Regions from separate parts of the Ovis aries genome. Here region 1 is linked to region 2. Evidence: chromatin contacts called from public Hi-C data. All regions are on one chromosome and are shown on one strand. Each heading gives the region's core, a stretch centred on a gene start, on an enhancer-like site or on the middle of the called end of the contact. The rest is flanking DNA. Distances are from core to core; before and after follow the strand shown.

Evidence for each region. A called contact is a pair of places that touch in the nucleus more often than the background predicts.
Region 1: a Hi-C map of liver shows a contact between it and region 2, with 3 times the contacts expected there. The contact joins the enhancer-like site here to the promoter of UTRN in region 2. A contact is called at or near these places in 4 of 16 Hi-C or Micro-C datasets (blood, liver, muscle and 1 more).

The regions. Positions count from the first base shown.
Region 1 is chr8:68,904,326-68,910,877 of ARS-UI_Ramb_v3.0, reverse strand. All of the region lies in intron 2 of UTRN (utrophin), which reads right to left. Among named protein-coding and RNA genes, the nearest start is that of UTRN, 68 kb to the right of the region's middle. Within about 2 kb of position 3,612, at least 14 of the 54 cell types and tissues checked have an H3K27ac peak or open chromatin away from gene starts, as enhancers often do. A contact at or near this core is called in liver, where this site is marked.
Region 2 is chr8:68,836,710-68,843,374 of ARS-UI_Ramb_v3.0, reverse strand. UTRN (utrophin) reads right to left here and starts at 3,726. Exons shown (of 74, transcript XM_060419784.1): 1 at 3,198-3,726.

The DNA.
Region 1 (6,552 bases), core at 2,363-4,862, 68 kb before region 2:
TTTTTCTTATCTCTCATTCTTAACCATGTGTAGCTGGGTTGAGGTTGACAGAAAACTGAGCACTACTCTAGGTAAGAACCAATGATGAGAAAAATAAAATTGGAAAGTTACAGGAAAATCAATGCTTACCTTCTTCCTAACACAAACCCAATATGATAAGACTTCTTCGGCATGAAACACCAGACAAATATAACCTACTGACTGACAAATTACGGGAAGTAAATGTCAATTCTTTATTACAGTAATCAAGAAGGAGATTTACCTTCAACACCATTCTTTTTTTATTTAGATTTTATTACTTTGAGAAATTCTGCAGCATAAGACCTAGCAACAAATTCAGTAAATACACAGGACTTTTTTAAGGGTGCTCAGTTAATTCAGCCACAGACAAATTCTCAACATAAAGCATAGGCTTTTTCTTGTAACAGCAGAAGAAATGGATAGGAAGTAGCTGGTTGGATAAGAAGGATCCAGTGGGACACAGAGGAAAGTGAGAACAGCTTTCTCAACCCACTTGCAAAATATCCATAACTCCTTAGCGTAAAGTCCATTACAATGAAATCCACCATGATTTTTTAAATGAATGTGAGTAAAGATGGACTGTAATCTTTATTTTAAAGAATCCACATGGTTAGGTATAAAATATAGTAAGTATTTCATTTCACGATTTTTTTCCTTCTCCAAATGTCCCATAAATCAGTGGACCTGCAAATACACACAAACTTTAATTTTCCTTTGCCTGCTGTAATACTAGTTATTCAGAGTCCGACAATAAATATTTGTTAACAACTAACTAAACAGTTATCAGAGTACTGTCAGATATCAGACTGCATGGGTAGGTCAGGGTTATCTAGGGAGAAAATGTATCTGACGGGGAAATATATTTCTTCCGTCAAACACAATCCAGGAGCTTCTAACACCAGAAAGAGAGTTATTGCCTGAAAGTCAAAGCAGAAATTAAAAGCACAGAATCCAGGAGTCAAACTAGAAAACAGGCCAAGTCAAAAGCCTGGAGACTCGCTATGGCAGCAGGTACCTAGCTAGTGGCCGGAGGGCTGGGCCAGAAGTCTGTATTGGTGCGTCAAGAGGAGCTGTTTCTCAGAAGGTCATGTGAATAGCTATCAGATGAGGCACTCCCACTGATGATACATGAAGACTTTGTGCAAGATACCTATCTCAAAACTTCAGTGTAGCTCAGCCTCTAACAGTATCCCGATCAATGGCATTAAATTGAAATCTATCACGCTTCCAGACCATCACAACAGTTTTCCTCTATTTGGAGAAATAGTCCTCTCTACAGACTATACAAAGCTTTCTCTATAATAGGCACCAAATGGCAAACAGATCACACAGCACAGACTCACATGGGAAGCTGTATACCCTTTCCCTTTGCTTGCCTTGCTTGCCTGCAAACAATACAAACCTTTCTGAACAAATGAAAGTGAACTTTGAAACTAGCAAAACATTTTAGGCACCCTGCCACAGACACTCTCCAAGCAACAGCAGGCCGTTTGCCAGCCTGTATAGGTTGAAATTTCTTGCCACGTACTGGATCTGTGGTTAAATGAGCCCAGCAGAGAATTACAGCTTTGATGCTTTGATGTGAAAAATCACTAACAGATCTTGATCGAAGGATGAGAAAAAACTGGTAAATTTTCAGTATGATGGTGCATGTGGGGCCTCACTGAAGCCAATATTACCTTCATTTAGCGTCTAAACTGTATTTTTTTCCATTAACTTAAAAAGCTCTACTATAATCTTTCCTGCAACTTACCAAGCAATGTGCAAGGGATCTTACATGCATACACTTTAAAATTTTTTTTTCATTATATATTTTTATTTTTGGCTCTCCTGGGTCTTCACTGCTGCTTGAGCTTGTCTCCTGTTTCGGTGAACGGGGGCTACTCTCTAGTTGTGGCCCTTGTGCTTCAACGGTGGTGGCTTCTCCTTTTGCAGACCGCAGGCTCTCGGGCTCACAGGCTTCGGTAGCTGTGTCTCCCAGGCTGTAGAGCACAGGCTCAGTGGCTGTGGTACACAGGCTTAGTTGCTCGGAGGCATGTGGGATCTTCCCAGATCAGGGGTCAAACCCATGTCTCTTGTATTGGCAGGAGGATTCTTTACTACTGAGTCACCAGGGAAGCCCTTACACGCATACACTTTTTTTTAAAGACTTAGAACAGCTCCACTATCTCCATTTTGCAAAAAAGGAAACTAAGACTCGATATGCAACATAGCTGGGATTCAACCATGCAATTCCAAGTCCAGATCCTTTCTGATAACTCTAACATGTTCCACAAACTACACAGAACATGGGCTATTCTAAAAATAATCCTGGGATTCACCATTGCTACGAAAATAAGTTATCAGGATGTGAAAATGTAATAAAATAGCAAAGGCACTTAAATAATTACCAGTCTCAAGGGCTCCTAAATAATTATCAGCCTCAGCACAGATTGGGATGATGACAGCTTCCACAGCTGAAAGAGAGCAAGAAAACACGGAGCCCAAGTCCAAAGACACAAACTTCTGTCCCAGAGACCCAGAAATCAGGTTTGTCTTTTAGACTGGAAGTTAAGCATCTTAAAACTCAAAATTCAAGTAAGTCATTCAAAATTTGCCATTTTGGATTAATTTCCTTTGAAATCAGTAGAGGTTTAAAAGTTCAGAGATCCAAACAGCATGGGGGTGGGGGTGGGGAGGAGCAATGTATAAAAAGGCAATTCATTGAAGAATTTGTCCAAAGAGCCAAAAAATATATGCAGAGTTCAATTTCACATGCAAAAAAGCACACACAATGCAAGTCCAAACAAATATATACTAGTTTTCATCTCTCTCTCTTTTGTAGATGGCAGTTTAACAATGAAAGCATATCTTCCCCAGAAATTGCCCAAATGAACTAAATTATATGTACACAGGTCATTACTGTTAATATTTTTTTAATGGGATACACTATGGCCAGAAGGTTTCAACTTCAGTTTAAAAAAGAAAAACTCTGCTTGTAGGAATTTAGACCTAAAAGTATACACTTGTATAGTCACCAAAAAAGAGTTGTGGCAGGGCAAACAAAACAACAATGATATGGAGGGGGAGAGGAACTGGAAATTTGCCAGTTTGTATAATTTTAATTCTGCATTGAATTTTTTAAGAAGGGACCTGATTATTTAAATATATCACTAAAAATTAGATTTAGTATCAAAAATGTACTTCAATAAACAAAGTGAGATAGTGAAAGTCACTCAATTGTGTCCAACTCTTTGTGAACCCATGGACTAGCCTGCCAGGCTCCTCTGTCCATGGGATTCTCCAGGCAAGAACACTGGAGTGGGTTGCCATTTCCTTCTCCAGAGGATCTTTCCTACCCAGGGAGTGAACCCAGGTCTCCTGCATTGCAGGCAGATTCTTTACCGTCTGAGACAATGCTTCATTAAGCATTAATGCTTCTTAATGTAGCATTGAAAGTAACCCCACAGAGAGGGCCACACTAATTCCCATCCAGCTCAAAATCCAAGTTTCAATACTTTCTGGTTTAAACAGAAAGTTTCTAAGCTGTGTTCCTTTAGCCCTGGACTAAAATTGCACTTTGTCACAAAGGTAGGTCTGGGCTATGACTCATCTTCCTCTCCCAAACAATGAAAGTTCTAGTTCAGTGGGAAAAAACTACTTGAGCTGCCAGTTCATTGAACTGTTCAAATCAAGGTCAAAATATTGCAGCAGGGTAAGGGAGTCACCAAGCCCAAATCCCATCTAATTCCCACACCAGTCTATCAGTGGCCCTCCAACTAAATCCTAAATTTGCCGACAATTAGAGTAGGAAGCACCTGGTGCCCTTTAACTAGGGTCAAAGAACCGTAGTGAAACATGAAACCAGGACCCATGTTATAATCATACCTTTCAAGTAATGCCAAGGAAAACCACAACTAAAAAGATGACAGAGTGCACAGCATCAGCTTAAATACATTGTAAGTACCATTTTAAGCCTAAATACATTTTAAGTGCCATACCAACACAATATTTGATTTTCCATTCCTATATTGTAGGTAGCAGGCAAAGTTTATTTTCAATTGACTATATTTTTATAATTTTTACAGAACTTACTATTCCTTTTATTTACCTGGAACTGTTACTACAGCTTGCAAGTTGCTTTGAAACATGTTACCTAATTATTCGTGACCAAAATCACCTGGGGGATGCTACTGATTGGGGACCCGTCTCAGAAGTTCAGTGACTTACACATTGACGCCACAGGCAACTGAGACGTGGATCCCCTCCCTCAAACAACTCTTCATTACCATGTTAATTATACTTCTCATTCCCCCCCAAAGTTCTTCAGTTTCAAACAACTCACTCCATCTACCCTTAACCCAACTGAACAATTATTTTTCTCTCAAGCCTCGGCAAATTACATTCCCCTAACCACTAACTCATTTTCTTTATAAACATTAAGATCAGCTAAAATTTCACAAGCCCTGAGAAACTCCCTCAGACAAACCTCACTGCACTCTGACCACTCTAAATACTCATACAGCCTTTATATTCATACAGCCAATGGGTGGGTCAGGCAGCCACTAATTCCTGGCAAAGATAATCACACTTCTTCCTTTCAAACTAACCCTGGGACCCAGAACCTCCCTGTAGTGTCCACAACAGGCCCCACCTCCACATTCAGACAGACACAGGCACCCCAGCCCCTGATCAAATTCTTATTCCAAAGTTCTCCACTTGCCTTGCTTCATGAGGACACTACCATCTAGGACCTCTGTCTCTTCAGAGCGGTCTGTTCAGTGCACCCCGAGCTGGCCTATTCCCCAGCGAGCTCTTCCAAGAGCTTCTTCCCAATGACAGCCATCTTCAGACAGACCATAGTCTCTTGTAACACTCTTCTCCATCAGCTCAAACCAGAAAGCAGGAGGTCTGATCCTCCTGTAGCCTCCTCCAGCTTAGAGGAATCTGTTCACCCACCCATTCCTCAAGCGGAACCTGAGACTCCCCTGCCAACAGGCATGGGCTGAGTGCAGAAGGAAAGCATAAGCTTCCTTCCTGTCCTTCTTCTGGAGCTTTCAGTCTAACAAGGACCCATACACTTCCCCCATATGCTTCCATCTTGAATCCCCATCAGAATCACTTGGGCAGCTTTTGAACAGTTACAGTCAGGGCCTCAGTCTAATTATACCAAGATCCCCGGCGTGGGGCTCCAGCACGCTGGTGATTCTAACGTGCAGCCAAGGTTGAGAATATGTGAACCCATTCAAAATGACTGACTCAGAGTTCTGTCAGCCTGAAGAGAAGGCAGGAAGGATGGCAAGAAAAGCGAGGCCTCCCAGAAGTGGCTTCCTGGGCAGACCTAAATCATCTGTGCGTTGGTAGATGCCTGCAACTCCGAGTAAGTTTTTATTTCACACCTTCAAGCCTTTTTTTAAAAACTTATTCTCCTTCAATTAGATTATTTGTTAACATTTGGGCATTTGTACACAGACATCAAGATTAAGAAAAGGCAAAGAAATATTTTAAATATTTTAAAATGTAATGATTCTATACCAGAGAGAGAGTGATACAGATAATCAGATTTCAACTTACTGAGAAGCAAATGCACTAAATTAGAGTTGCACATTTTAGAAGATAACACAGGGCAAAAGGATGGGCAGTTTCAAAAATAACACTGAAAGGCTTATTTTCAACAAATATATATTTCAATTTATTCCATTTTATTACTTGTTTTATTACTCCCTTTAGGTTCTGCAGAAGTCATGTGAAACCTCAACCCCAGTAACATCAACAGTTTAATGCAAAACACTTATGGTTTCACTCTTTCCACCTTACTTGAGGTCTGTATATAAAGGATTCACCCCAAAGTTTAATCTATTATGGAGACTGCTTGAAGATCAAAAATAGCCACATATTGCAATGGAATGTGCCACCCATAAACATGTACTTTTTTATACCTTTATTTACAAGATCACTAAAGAGAGCTATCCTGTAGATATAAGAAAATAGTAAATTAATAACAGCCAATAAGAAAAGAATCTAGGTCCTTGCAAATCATATACACACTAATCTTCTATTTTTATTAAAATAATGTGCCCTAAAATGTATTTTTTTTAAAAATGCTTTTTACTTTCCTAAAGCCTTTGGACTGACCACAGAGTAGGAAATAATGCTGTATGAATGAATGAGAATTCATGTTTAAAGCTGAAGTCTACCCGTATAAAAGTTTGCTTATTATTTAAAAGTTTATTTGAATTTTTTACTTCTAATTATCTTCCTATTTCTGAGACCCTTGGTAGCAAGACATTACTGCACAGACTAGCAGACAATGAAGATTATTCACGCTGGGAAAAGGAAGAGAATTAAGTGAAAGTCAAGATATATATTTGTAGCCTTTCAATGCTGCTCTTGTACCTGAGGTTTTAATTCAGGTTTCTGACAGATATTTTAATTTTCTGTTGAGACCACACGGTTCTTTAAATAAGAGAGAAAAGTAACAGCCAACAAAGTGAATTATACCATGCTGATCTCTTATTACACTTGGCCAAGAAGCCAAATTTGCTAAGAAAA
Region 2 (6,665 bases), core at 2,477-4,976:
TACTATTTTGTAATATAGTTCATTTTACATATCTATTCACTATTTGCTTCCCTGGTGGCTCAGATGGTAAAGCGTCTGCCCGAAATGCGGGAGACCCAGGTTTGATCCCTGGGTTGGGAAGATCTCCTGGAGAAGGAAATGGCAACCCACTCCAGTACTCTTGCCTGGAAAATCCCATGGATGGAGGAGCCTGGAAGGCTACAGTCCATGGGGTCACAAAGAGTCGGACACGACTGAGCAACTTCACTCATTCACTATTTAGAAGTTCTTACATATTATGTTTACAATATACAACACTCAAGGACATACCATATTGTTTTATATTTCATAACAAAATAAATACATAAAATGTAAAATTTCTTTTCCTTAGTAGTTAGGAAAAGGGTATGTTCTAACAATAAAGAGGTCAAAGTTACCTTAGAAAAAGGTTTTAAATGTTAAAGTGTTTGAGGCAGATGAAAACTGATGAACTACTAAAGCTTTAGGAACAATTTCCTCTCCAAAAGGGAGAAATATATGGATTGGATCATCAGCCTGAATCTGCGAGATTTTGAGAGTATAAAAACATTTTTCACTTTTTATACTGTCCACTACTATTGCACTTTATGGATGATTATGTAATTAGGTTCCTTTCAAGGGGTAAATTACCTGCTAAAGATTTGCTAAATTCTTAAATGTATTTTATTACATTCAAGTACCAAACGTTTTGTTCAGAAGAATACACATAAAATTTTATTATGAAAATCAGCTTTTCCCAACAAAAAATTCTTTTTACTGGAAAGCAACTAATTATTTCCTTTGAAATATATTTCTAATTCTTTTTCATAAATGGTCTTAGCCAAGGTCTTCAAAAGATTTTTCCCATTCCACAAAAGAGAAAAGTAAACTGCTTGCACAGAACTGTGTTTCATTTGCAAGTTAATATTCCTTCATCATAAAGTTTTACTTTGCCAACTCCTTAAGATAATCTCAGATTTTCTCTTGATAATCAAAATCCTTTACAGGCTACACAGATTCAGCAGTAAGTGGGATCAGAGTACAAGGAAAGACTAGGCAAATTCAGAGAACTGCAAATGACCATTTTAACAGTTCCATAGCCACTGACTGATACTTTGTGCCACTAATTGGCAGGGATCTCCAGGTTGAGTAACATTTGGCAGCAAGTCATTATTGGTTGCCGGAAGACAGGATCATAGCTTCATCACAAGGCGCCTGTGTGACCCTCCACGTCCACATATATACTATGGAAACACTACCATCTTCCACACCAAGCTAGGTGACAAACCAAATAAAAGAAAGACATATTGCTTTATAATTATAATTTACTGTTACCTCTGCTCTAGGTTCTGTTTCCCCAAAATGAAGTTCTGCAAAGTTTAGCCAGTTCTTTCTCACTGAAACCAATACCCTTAACTCTAAATCCAGTTCTTTCTTCAAAAACTTCTCTCGCTGTCATAGGCAACCAGAAGCCACCACAATAAACCTGGGTTAAAAGGACGGGGGATGGCCTCACAGGCAAAACTCATGCTTTAATTTTTTTTTTAATTTGGAAATTAAAAGACATAAGAATACAAACATGTTTAACAATGTACAAGTATGATGGAAATATGCTGTAGGTCCTTGGGCGAAAAGTACTCATTCCTTTACCTAATCCTAAGAATGCCAGAGATAGTGGAAAGGAAAGCCCGGAGGCCAGAGTTTGAGGCTCCGTATGAAACTTAGTAAGACACCGCCCAGTGCCAAGAACTGCCATTCATTCTCGGAAGCGCTTCAAGGGAAGTTCATACTGTTGTGGTTCATGCCATTTACGGGGGCAACCAGTTCCAGGTAAACACCTGAAGGAGAGTTAAAGCGCAGTCTTCAGGTCTCAGAAACTGGTCCAGGGGGCGGGGAATGACTCCGCGTAAACCATGGCCCTCGCCCCACCGGTGCTCTGGAGGCCGAAGAACCCAGGAGCTCCGCATTCCTGCGCTGTCGCCTGATTCCCGGGTCCCCCGGGTCCACTAGCAACCAGCCCAGAGGCGCCCACCCGACTCCCAAGGCCCATGCAAGTTACAAGGGAATAGATGCGGCTACTGCCGGGTTCCCAGGAGCAGCAAGCTCCCGCCCGGACCCAGGGGATCCGGGCTTCCCAGAACTCGGTTCACTCCCCCACAAGGGGTTACAACTCGCGGGGCCCAGGTGACCCTGGGGGCTGGCAAAGAGGAGACTCTCCCCGGGGCATCCCGGGAGCGGGGGAGACCCAGGTTAGACCCGGGATCCCCAGTTCAGTGGAAAACAAAGTGCGAGTCTTCTGGCTCCTGCAAGCCGGGCACACTCTCTCCTCCCCTTGAAACAACCCTGGAATCAGTCCCTTTCGTAATCTGGGGCTTGGCTTTAAAAAAAAAAAAAAAAATCCACTTTTAACGGAATGCCTTCTAAAACTTGCACAGCCTAAAATCTGTGCTGTGTCGGTTTCCTAAAGGGGCCTTGAGCGACCAGTGCCTCGGACCCCAAGCAAAACAGGGACATGAATTACCTTACCAATTGCTGCAAGATGTGCCAAGGATCCGGGACCCCAGAAGACGCAATCGCGCGGGACTACTCACCGACTGAGCGCTCCTTGTCACCTCACCAAAACCCCACCCTCGGGAGCAGCAACGGCCCAGAGGTCGAGCACGTTTCCTGCCAGGCGGATGGCTGGGAACGTCTCCCCACCCGGTCCTGGCGGACACCTCCGGGGCCCCGCCTTCCCGGGGCTGAGGGGTGTGTGTGTGTGTGTGTGTGTGTGTGTGTGTGTGACAGGCCCTCCTAGGAAGCCACGTCCCCTCTTGGAGATCACTGGCCCAGAGCGCACGGAGGCAGGACCCTCTCACCCCAGCCAGGAGAAAAACTCAGGGAGTCAAGAGGCTGCCCAGAACCAGTCGAAAGAGTTCGGATCTTTAGGAAATACTACACGGATTCTGAGGACTTCCGAGCCCGAGCTCTCCCCCACGTTTCTGGCATTCCCTGTCCCAGGGCGGGGAGCTGAACTGAGGTTCCAAGGAAAGTGCACGCAAAAGTTGGTTACATCTTAGGCTCAGCCTTGAGAAGGAGCTCGGGAAGCTGATCCTGGGCACCGGAGCCGCTGAAAACTGCATCCTCCCCGCAGCCTACGTCCCGCGTCCCGGGGCTGTGGTCACATTACCCGGCCGAGGCTCAATAATGCATGGACTTACCTGCTCCCATGCCCCGCGGGCTGCCTCGCCAGCCCGCCGCCGCCGAGTCCCAAGCCGGCCCGGGTCTCCTCGGATGTGTTTCAGGCGTAGTAATCGCGGGTGTGTGTGCAAACGTGGGCTTTGTGGTGCGGTTTTTTGTTTGTTTGTTTGTTTGTTGTTTGTTTTTTTTTTTTAAGGAAATATGGAAAACCAGACCAGATCCGAAAGAAAAAAAAAAATTTTTTTTGGACACTCGATTGTAAACGCCCCTAACTTGTGCAATCTTCCTGCCCCGTAGTTCCGCCAAAAACAAAACAGTCCCACTGCAAACCTGGAACGGGCGCGCAGGCACCAAGTTTGCCAAACACTGGAGAGTTTTCCGTCTGCAGAAATGACCCCGAAGGAGGGTGGCGGAGGGTGAGGGGTGGAGGGGCACCTTTCCCTGCGATTCCCCAATCGGCTTTGGAAGCCGGAGGCTCCTCCTCGCCCCTCGGCGGGAGAAAGCCCGCGGGCCGCTGCGGCCGCCCGCTCCCCTCCTCCGAGGAAAGGCGACTCCACAACTTCGTGCGCCGGCGGCTCGCGCCCCCGGCTCCTCCTCCTCCCCTCACCCGCCCGCCGGCCGGCCCCTTTGTTGAAGCGGGGAAAGGAGCGCCGGAGGCCGGGGAGGGCGCAGGACCGCGGGGTGCGCGCCTTCGCCCTCCTGGGAACCGGCTCCGGTACCGGCACACGGGTTCGTCCTCCCCAGTAGAGGGGCGCCGAGCAGGTCCGGCTCCCCCCTCGGCTCTCCCGTCCCGGCTGCCGCAGGGCCGGCAACTTTGTTCCGGGAGATCAGGTCCTCTCGGCTCCGGGTTCGGCCCCGGCCCGGCCCAGGCGGCCACCGCAGGCTGGGCTCCGGGGAACGTGGCGCCCGGGGTCACCTGACCGCGCGCCCCGTCAATCAGCGCCCGCCCCGCGCTCCCTCCCCGCAGGCAGCAGCCCGGCTGGCACTCGGCTGGCCTGGGGCGGCGCACCCGGAGCGGACGGTGCGTGCTGAGAGCCCGGAGCTAGCATGGATGCCTGATGCTGCCTGGTCCCGTTTATTCAGATTAACCGAAAATGTGAGTCACACCCACCCCAGGCCAACCCGGTCTCCAGTTTTCCTCCCTTGAGAAATGAATTCTCATTTGCCCCTCCATTCGCCCCGTCTCAGTGTGTTGACGTTTTCAAATTTTTGGTCCTAGTTCCAAGGGTATATTTATATAATTTTCTTGGTGTCGTTTTTAATATTAAGAAAAACTTGACAATTTCGTTTTACATTCGTTCATACATATATACAAATAGTGTTTGCGCTGATCTTATTTTTCCATTTTTCCACTACACATACACACTTAAACATCTGTTACAGAGTCTGTTTCAAGGCTAAGGTGCTGGTCAAAATAATACCTGGTAAGAAATGCCTTTGTGCTGTGTAAGCTTTTTTGTTTACATATTTCATTCCCAGTGTGTTCCTGTGTTTCTCTTACATGATCAATACACTTGGGAGGGGGGAAAAAAAAAAACCAGCAACCTAAATTCCTAGTTCCTATAAACAATGAGAAAAGGAACTCTGGTTTGTTGCTGGTTTAATATTTGAGAGTTAACAAATTTTGAGTTAGTAAAGACAAACACTAGGGGCCTTAAACAGTTTTTTCAGAAAGAATTCACTAGTCTTTTATTAGTTATAGAGTAAAAGGTCTGTGGGTGGGGTGGAGGGGGTTGCATTCTGAAAGACAGTATTCCTTATAAAATCTCTAGCTTAGACTCCTTCCTTTATGTGGAGTTTCTTCACATAAGCCAAATAAAATCCAGAATATTAATAGGAAATAAGTATAATTAATCATCTGCTTTCATTCACTCATTCATTTTACAAACATCAATTTGGGGCCTGCCAGGTTCACTGGTGCTGTGAAAAATACACAGATAAATCTGTCAGAGATGTTGCTTTAAAGAATTCAAATCTACTAAGTGAGATAAGGCAAGTAAAAAAAAGAAAAAGAATATGCAAGATCAGTGATAAGTGCTATAAGAAAAGGATAGATCAAATGCATTCTGAGTCGGGCTATATCACAGGAAACTGGGGCTTCTTTTAACTGATAATTCTACAAACTCTTAAAGCTACTTGTCATGCACTGTGTCTTGGTGGAGTTAATGAAAACTCAAATCTCCTCCTTTAAAATAAAACCACTTGGGAATGTTTGAGTATTTCATTACTCAAAATTATGTAACTGAAAAGCACTTTGCAAATTGCAAAATGTTACACAAAGATAAATTTATTAAACTCAAAATTTTGAAGAAAAACAATCATTTGGGAACCTAGAATTTCTGAGTTTTCAAGCTCTGAGGGATGTTTAGTTAAGTTTCCCAAAACACCCTAAGGAAGGGGACACATGAAACAATAGGCACCATCTATATGAGACCAACTCCAACCCTGACATCCAGCTTCAGGGGTTTCCAGTGTCTTCCCTGGGACCTGGGACCCTGCCTGTTTCTAGCCCTTCTCCTCTCACCCAGACACAGATATTCTTTGCAGGACATAAGCAATGGAGGCCAAAGAACTTGCTGCTGATGGCATAACCGAGTAGTCCCACTCTGGTCCTGCTCCCTGTTTGCTCAGTAAATAGAGAAACCACAGTTAGTTGGAGACTTTGTCCTCAGAGGACTATCTCTCCATAGAGCAGCCAGTGTGACCTTGAGAACTGAGTTGAGGGGAAAGTGGAGACAGACCACCAGGACGCAGATAGCAGTTAGTGCACCTGCAATCAACATTATTCCAGCTGCAGTCCATGCAGCAGGGACAGAAGCCTGTAATGGGGTTTTGTCCCCTCAACCCCAAAGTAGATGTAGAACATTCAGAAAAAGTGATAGGAATGCGGCCCATGTTTGTCATTAACCCAAACTCTGAATTGCCCCGCAGTCATCGAGAACATGAAAATTCAAGAAAACGGAACTGACGTCTCGGGGATAAAGTCCTTGACATAGGAGAAAATATGATGATATGAATAGTGGATAGATTTCTATATAAAGATATATGCATATGTAGGTATATATAATATCAAGAGACATGATTCTACATAGATATGGTTCATATATAGGAAACTGCATACTAACATAAGAGCCAAAAAGAAAGCTTTCCAACTAAACTTTTTATGCAAAATTATATAAATGCAGATCCTCTGTGAACAACAGAAGCATCGTGAAATACACAATGTATTAAAAAGCAAGGTGTTGAGTAATATTTCATTATATATATATGGAATCTAGAAAGAGGATACTGATGAACCTACTTGCTGGGCAGCAATGGAGATGCAGACAGAACAGACTTATGGACATGGGGGTGGCAGGAGAGGAGAGGGTGGGATGAATGGAGAGAGTAGCATGAAACACGTACACTAACGTGTAAATAGACAGCCAGTGGGAATTTGCTGTGTGACTCAGGGAACTCAAACCAGGGCTCTGTGACAACCTAGAGGG